2 separate regions of the Rattus norvegicus genome follow, and region 2 is linked to region 1. A link is a contact called in public Hi-C data. All regions are on one chromosome and are shown on one strand. The core of a region is the stretch at or near the end of the contact, and the rest is flanking DNA. Distances in the headings are between cores, read along the strand shown.

The links. Hi-C and Micro-C count contacts between places; a contact is called where the count stands out from the background.
Region 2: a contact with region 1 is called in a Hi-C map of the A7r5 cell line, with 2.3 times the contacts expected there. The contact joins the promoter of Snai2 here to the promoter of Mcm4 in region 1. A contact is called at or near these places in 2 of 12 Hi-C or Micro-C datasets (the A7r5 cell line and the Rat2 cell line).

What each region holds. Positions count from the first base shown.
Region 1 is chr11:98,760,353-98,764,398 of GRCr8, reverse strand. Mcm4 (minichromosome maintenance complex component 4) reads right to left here and starts at 1,800. Exons shown (of 16, transcript NM_033651.1): 1 at 1,538-1,800; 2 at 1,017-1,178; 3 at 577-740; 4 at 383-484. The coding sequence starts at 1,607. Prkdc (protein kinase, DNA-activated, catalytic subunit) reads left to right here and starts at 2,291. Exons shown (of 86, transcript NM_001108327.2): 1 at 2,291-2,467. The coding sequence starts at 2,314.
Region 2 is chr11:99,688,879-99,692,566 of GRCr8, reverse strand. It overlaps Snai2 (snail family transcriptional repressor 2), which reads left to right and starts at 2,218. Exons shown (of 3, transcript NM_013035.2): 1 at 2,218-2,390; 2 at 3,059-3,604. The coding sequence starts at 2,312.

The sequences.
Region 1 (4,046 bases), core at 551-3,050:
GACAGGGATCTCACTAAAAAGCCCAAGCTGGCCTTGAACTTTCAGTAATCCTCTGCCCGAGTGCTCAAGAGATTAAGAGTTTACCACCTAGCTGATCATGGTGGTATGCACCTTTAAGAAGGCACAGGCATGCGTGAATTTCAGGCTAGCCTGGTTACAAATGCAGCTCCAGGACAGCCAGGGATAGGTACATAGAGAAACCATCTTGAAATAGCAAGAACTAAGAAGAAAACAAAGTATATCAGCACGTTGTGCATGGCAGACTCCTTTGAGGCATAAATTCTAACCCACTGACAACCTGCTGTGACACGTTATGGCTGTTTACACATAAGTTATACCTTCTCCCAAAGTGTGCACTGAGTTTTAGTGCACATAAGAGTACCTGAAAATGTTCTTTGCATGTTGCCACATTCACGTCTGTTCCCCAAATCACAAGCTTTTGGCCTAGAGACTGTTCACTTGCTACTGTGTCTTCTGCTGCTGCCTATAGAGAAAGATAGGATAGAACCATGTTAATAGAATGACATACTTTACGCTCCCAAGATAAGGTCACCAGATATCTGCTTTTGTACTCACTCCGTCAGACTGCAGATCCACCTGCAAACCCTTTCGTGCTGAGCCCAGGTCTGGCCTCTGCCTCATGGGTGTGCCTCTCACCCCACTTCTTGGGGTTCCTTCCACTCGAGAGCTGGGAGTGCCATATGTCAATGGCGAACTAACATCAAATTCCAAAGGAATAGCTATAAAAACAACATATTCAGCTTTACCACGAAATCCCCACAGCACATCAAATCCCAATTTCAGAATGCTGTTTGCCATTTTAGACAGAATACTTACTGAAAACTTTCATAGCCAAAATGTAGTTCTACTATAAAATATGCTTTCTTTGCTCACTTGGTCCTAACTAGGTCCAACTCTGCTTCATTCCCAGGTGTTTCAGTGTACTCTATCAGTGTACACGAGAATGCTAGGTATTATAGCAACTGTTAAAACAGCAAAACCGACAGCCAACCCACCTGAAGAATGCATCTGAGGAGGGCTGGAAAACAAGGCATTCTGTGCAGCTGGGCTCTGCAGGTCTGCTCCTGGTGAGGTGGGCATTGGCAGCAACTCTCCGGTGGAAGAATCTTCGCCTCTACGTCTCCCACTGGGAGATGATCGGCTTTCCTCACTTCGAACTTCCGTCGTACAAAACAAAACAGACTCTCAACGCTAATGCTCAGTCTCCCAGGAAGTGCCTCCGAGAGTAGTCTTATTACTTAAAAAACAATACCGTCCCCACCCCAACAACGCACAAATCCCAAAACACCCGAACTGGAACAGAGGGAAAAGGCATTTTTAACCAAGTGAACCGACCACACCAGACAGCCTGGAGATGAGCGCCCAGAATCATTTTTATCTGGGTGGACGAAGGTTACTTATGCCCAAGGCCTGTCACCCACAGACCAGGCTCGAAGGATTCAGAACATTCCACAGTGCTGCGGGAAGAGACAGGAGGCGGAAAGGGTGACAGATGGGAGGGGGGATGGGGACTCACGCGACTGGGTTGGGGTGACTCGTCCGCGTCGGCTGCTGCGGCGACTTGGGGTGGATGCCGGGGACGACATGGTGCTGTGGTAGCTGCGCGACTAGAGAAATCTGGCTCTCAGTTGTCCCGTTACGGGACTTCTCGTACTTCGGATCCGGGTTAGTTGCAAACACGCACACCCAGGAGTGCGTTCCTGGCTCGCAGGTTGAAGCGATTCCCGCCAGCCGCTCTGTCGTCACAGCGCCCAGCAGCTTCTGACCAATCAGAGAGGCAAGGGCGCGTAGTTCCGCCTCCGGAAAGCGGCATTGCGCGCCCTGACGCCATGTAGGTGTGCCCTGAGAGGAGGCTTCCTGCCAATCACAGAGGCAAAGGCGTGTAGCTCCGGCTGCGGAAGGCACCACTGCGAGCCGGCGGGGGAGTTCTTAATGGCTACGTAGGTGTAACAACCCCGATTCACTTTGCACTCCCCTCGCCTCGGGTGGGTCAGCCTGCCACGGGATTGCGTTTTGGCGGGAAACCCGCGGCGGGCACAACCCCTTTTTCTGTGCGGCGTGTTTACATCTGAGCTTTCCTGAGTACAAGCACCAATCTGTGGTATAAGGCTTGGTCAGACTTGTTCTGTTCTTTTGTGATCCTATGTGCACAAGTTAAGCGCTACAGACCTGTAGGCTGGTGCACGCTTTCACCCCCTCCCGCGAGAGTATAAGTGAGCGGTTCCCGCTGGGCCTTCAGGAGAGGCTTGGGAAGGGGACTGTGGTGCGCATGCGCTAAGCGGTTCCGGCACTATGGCGGACCCGGGGGCCGGCTTGCGGTGCTGGCTACTACAGCTGCAGGAGTTCGTGTCCGCAGCAGACCGCTACAATGCTGCCGGGGCCAGTTACCAGCTGATCCGTGGCCTGGGGCAAGAGTGCGTGCTGAGCACTTGCTCTGCAGTGCAGGGTAAGGTCCCTCAGCGCTCGGCGTTTCCGTGCGTGTAGTCAATATCCCGTTGAAGTCTACGGAATCGGCTCTTTTCCTAGTACCTGAGGAAGATGTTTGAAAACAGGTGTTGGAAAATGACCCCCAAATTTGGTAGTCATTTTTATCCAAAGTTGGATGAGAGTACAAGAGGGAAGTATTTTCTTTCATCGTAAACTCGGTTGAACTCAATAGGACCTTTACAAAATCATTTATTCGTTGCACCACGTTTTTCAGAATAATTGCAAAAGTTAATGGAAGTTATGCAGGTTTTTTGACTTTTATTTTTTGAGTTAGGTATTTCCTATATAGCCCAGCCTAGTCTGGAATTTACTGTAGAATGAGCTTTCAAATGCCGGGGTAATAGATGTGAGGTACCACATGTGCCTTGTTTTTTTTTTAACCATTTAGTAATGCCTGCATGATAACATGATTTTCTTGTGGGAAATGTCTCATTTCAGCCTTAAAAAATATTTTCTTTTGAACTAGCCTAGACTGTTTCCAACTTCTGATCTTCCCACCTTTTTGAACTCTTCTTAACCCCCAAAGGGAGGGGATATATGTATTAATTCTCTCTCTCTCTCCCTCCCCTTCCCTCATCTCCCTTTCTTTCTGTCTTTCTTTCTCTGCCCCTCTCTTTTTCTTTCTGTCTCTCTTTCTTTGCCCCTCTTTCAGCCTCTTTGTCTCTGTCTACCTTTGTCTCTCTCTGTCAGGGTGTGAGTGGGTGTGTGCAAGACAAGGTAGAGCTGGAGTTACAGACATCTGATGTATGTGCTGGGAACTGAACTCCTGTTCTCTGGAAGAGTAGAATTTGGTCTTAACCACTGGTCCAAGATAATGTTTTTAAGTTTAAACGTGAGGGCTAGTGGTAGAGTATTTTCTGGTAAGCATGTGGCATGGGTTCAACCCCCAGTACTACCACAGAAAATGATAATAATCATCTGATCATTTTGTGGGTAAAAAGGATTCCTTTCTTAAACATATATGCAGACTTTTTTTAAAAAATCTCAATGTATATCAATGTAAACTAGTTGGATATTGTATTGCAGACCTTTAGTCCTAGGCAGAGGCAGGTAGATCTCTGAGTTCCAGGTTAGTATAGCTTTATAGTGAGACCTTGGGTTTTGTTTGTTGTTTTTTTAAAGTAAACAAAAGTTTGAATAAGCTGCTATATAATAATACATTCTCATGGACCTAGTAATGATGGACAAAACACAACATAAAACACTTTTGTTACTTTATTTACATTTCAAATGTTATCTCCTTTCCCAGTTTTCCCTCTGCAAAACTCCTGTCCCATTCCCCCTCCTCCTGCAACTATGAGGGTGCTCCCCCTCAACTCCCAACTCTTGCCTCACCACCCTAGCATTCCCCTACATTGGGACATGAAGCTTTCAAAGGACCGAGGGCCTCCCCTCCCATTGATGCCAGATAAGGCCATCCTCTGCTATATTTGTAGCTGGAGCCATGGATCCCTCCATGTGTACTCTTTAGTCTCTGGGAGCTCTGGGGGTGGGTCTGATTGGTTGATATTACAGATTGCAAACCCCATCAGCTCCTT
Region 2 (3,688 bases), core at 969-3,468, 930 kb before region 1:
TGTCTGCCTATCTATCTATCGATCTATCTATCTACCTACCTACCTATCTCTGCATGTCTGTATGTGTCTGTCTGTCTCTCAGTCTCTCTTTATATCTATTTCTCTCCATTTATATGAATACAGAATGAAGCATTTAAAAAGCTCTGTTGTCTAAGGAAAGATCTCTGCCCTGCACAAACAAAATCTTGTAGTCAGTGACCAAAGGCAGCACCCCAATCCACTGAAGTCTGAAGGGAGAAACTGTTATAACAGAATCCTCCCAGCTGGCCTTGAGTATGAAGAACTCCCATTCTTGCATTTTCACTATATCAGTTTAATATCAATTGTCCTTTGCTGTGCCCAAGCAGATCTCTTGTTTACTGCAATTCATGTCATCAGCTGGTGGACTCTCACCCTCTGGCTGTGGAACATATCTCACATAGGTAAGGCATGAAACAGACTAGTCGAGAGCTCAACCCTGGCTGGCACAATCTGGAACACATAGGTTACTTGACTGCAATCTGTAATTTAGCGCCCACCCCTGGGTCCTTGAGCACAGAGGGGCTGGTTTCCCTGTTTCTAATTCACTGGTTCTTTTGTAAAGCACAATAAATGTCTATTAATTTTTAAAATTGCAACAACTCACTTCAGCAGGTTATCTTTGTGTTACAGTTTTCAGTAAATACTTAACCACACTCTGGCATTCCTTGTTGTCATGTGGCTTTGTGCTCTCTCTCAATATTAGATCTCTAACACATGGTGTATTTTACTGGAAATTAGGTTGAAGGAGCAGGAAATCTTGCCTCTAAAGCAGGTGCCTGAATCTGAGCAAACCCACTAGAAACAGGCCAGCTCAGACCCCAGCTCCGATCCATACTCACCGTAGCTTGGGAAGAAATCTAATACATTTTCAGTTCCCTTAATATAAGGATTCATATAAATTCCTTTCTGTATTTGACATTTAAATCACTGACTATTGTAAAGAGAAAGAGGAATCATTGACATTAACTCAGGAAGTCTGTGGCTTTACCCCTCCCCTGCTCACACTCCCATTTTCTCATCCCCAGATTAAGAAGTTATGCTGCCTGACAATGCACTTTTTTCTTGCAAGTCTCAACATTGCTGGTGGTATTCTGTTTCCGATGTTTTCTTCTAGCACCTGTTAGGGGAAAAATGGTTATATGGGGGTGGGGAGGTGGGGGAATTGGATTCTGCAGTTTTGTTGAAAAAGAGTCAGCTAACATAGAAATAAACAGAGGTGTCTGTGGGCATGGTGAAAAGTACAGTTTTAAAAGGAATCACTTCAGAGTATTTTTATACCTATCCCTATGTGCAAATGCAAGTGATCAGCTGACTGCTGGACTACCGAAACTGTCAGTCAAGAAGTAACTTGGCAAAAAGGACTCTTTGTCATCTTTTAATGCAAACCAGGGGTGGAGTAGGAGGAGGGGGAGGCTGTTGAAGACTCTTACTAAATAAAACACCATTAAATAGCAGCAGACACTATTTAAGAATTGTCAGTAGAGATTCATAAATGCTTTTTTTTTCTATCACTAAACTACCATGTGCTGCGAAGGGAGGAAATCTTGTCACGTGTCTTCATCAGCACTTCCCATGCTTCTTCCAGAGTTTGCCTATTATCGGAATCTACACCAGCCTTCCCTTTCATCTTTGCACTCTTCCAGTTACTGGGATCGACTGAAAGGCATTGCTTTCAAGTGTCTAACGCAGCGATCAGCAAGTTAACTTTCTGGCACGCTGCCCTAGATCTGCTGTGGCAGCTGCGGGGAGCCTTCATCTCATTTTCCCAAAACCAAGGGCCTACAGCTGCCTTGTGCAATAAACCCCCTCCAAAATCACTTCCAAATATAGGCTCTCTGGCCGCTAGGGGCTGCGCGGTCCTCCTTCCTTCCCGCCCTCGCGGAGCCCGCAGTGCCCACGTCAGGAACCCAGGTCGCCCTCGGGCGGCTCGCGGAAACCCGTGCCCGCAGTGCTCGAGAGCCGGGGTTTCCTTTCTTGAAAACATTAAATGTATTTTGAGCCTCCCCTGAATGCCATAAACAGTCCGTTTTGAACCAGAATAATTTAGTCCAGCAGATTCTTCCTCTATTAACAGCTGTTCCAGAAGGAGGAGCTGAAATCGGAGCCTCTTGGCTGTGATTGGCTGCTTCTAGCAAAAGCCAGGGAGAAACCGCCTCCCGCCCGGGGAGCTCAGTCGGGCGGGCAGCGGGCGGCCTCAGAGGCGTCTGCCTGTCCCCGCCGCACCTGAGCCACCGCGATGCGATAGGACCGCCGCCGGGACCGTTATCCGCCGTGCCCGCCCGCCGCCACCATGCCGCGCTCCTTCCTCGTCAAGAAACATTTCAACGCCTCCAAGAAGCCCAACTACAGCGAACTGGACACACACACAGGTACAAACTCGCTCTAAATCTGTGCGCGAGCAAACCGCGGTTCCATTGCTTTACTCGGAGCACACACCGGGCTGCTCTCCTTTCAGTGCTGTGCTAAAACTGTCCTTGGAGTCTCTTGATTACCTAGGTCAAGCTTTAATTCAAAACATTTGAGCTCTTTGCTGACAAGGAAAGCCTCTTTCCAGTCGGTTGTGCAGAATGGTTCCCCAAGCCCGTGTGCACACCTAAGCACTGCACGGACGTGAGCTCAAGCGTCCCTGTGCCCGGGCAGTTACCTCCTGGAGCAGAGCCCTGGAGAAGGCAGCTTGATTCGTGTGTCATTACCCCACATGCACAGCACAGCTAAAGTAGCCCATGCGTAAAATGAAAAGCAACTTTACAAAAAGTTTTAAAATATTGGCTAGTAGTTCGTTCTAAATTGGGACAGCAAAGCTAGTCCAGAATGAAGGTTGGGAACAGTCAGGGCAACTGTCAGCTTGCACAAGGACGGTAAGCTCAGGTGAAGGAAGATTTTTCTCTTCATGTGTGTCCTTGTAAGGCTGTCTTCACTCCAGAGTCTTCTACGGAATCTCCTGTGTGTTGTTATGCGCTCCCTCAGACTGTGTACATATATTTATGAAATACTTTGCCTTAATATTCCTTTCTTTCCTTCCTTTTCTTTCTTCCAGTGATCATTTCTCCATACCTCTGTGAGAGCTACCCCATGCCTGTCATACCAAAACCAGAGATCCTCACCTCAGGAGCGTACAGCCCTATAACTGTATGGACATCAGCAGTTCCATTCCACTCCCCTCTGCCCAGCGGCCTTTCTCCTCTTACTGGATACTCCTCATCTTTGGGGCGTGTAAGCCCCCTGCCTTCATCTGACACTTCATCCAAGGATCACAGTGGTTCAGAAAGTCCCATTAGTGACGAAGAGGAGAGACTCCAGCCCAAGCTTTCAGACCCCCATGCCATTGAAGCTGAGAAGTTTCAGTGCAATTTATGCAATAAGACCTATTCTACTTTCTCTGGTCTGGCCAAACATAAGCAGCTGCACTGTGATGCCCAGGCTAGGAAATCGTTCAGCTGCAAATACTGTGACAAGGAATATGTGAGCCTGGGTGCCCTGAAGATGCACATTCGGACCCACACGTTGCCTTGTGTCTGCAAGATCTGTGGCAAGGCTTTCTCCAGACCCTGGCTGCTTCAAGGACACATTAGAACACACACTGGTAAGGAAAATGTAGAAAACAATGCCTCTCAGCTCAAACAGTGGTGTGGTGGAGCTGTCTGTGGGGTGTCTGGAGGTACTGACA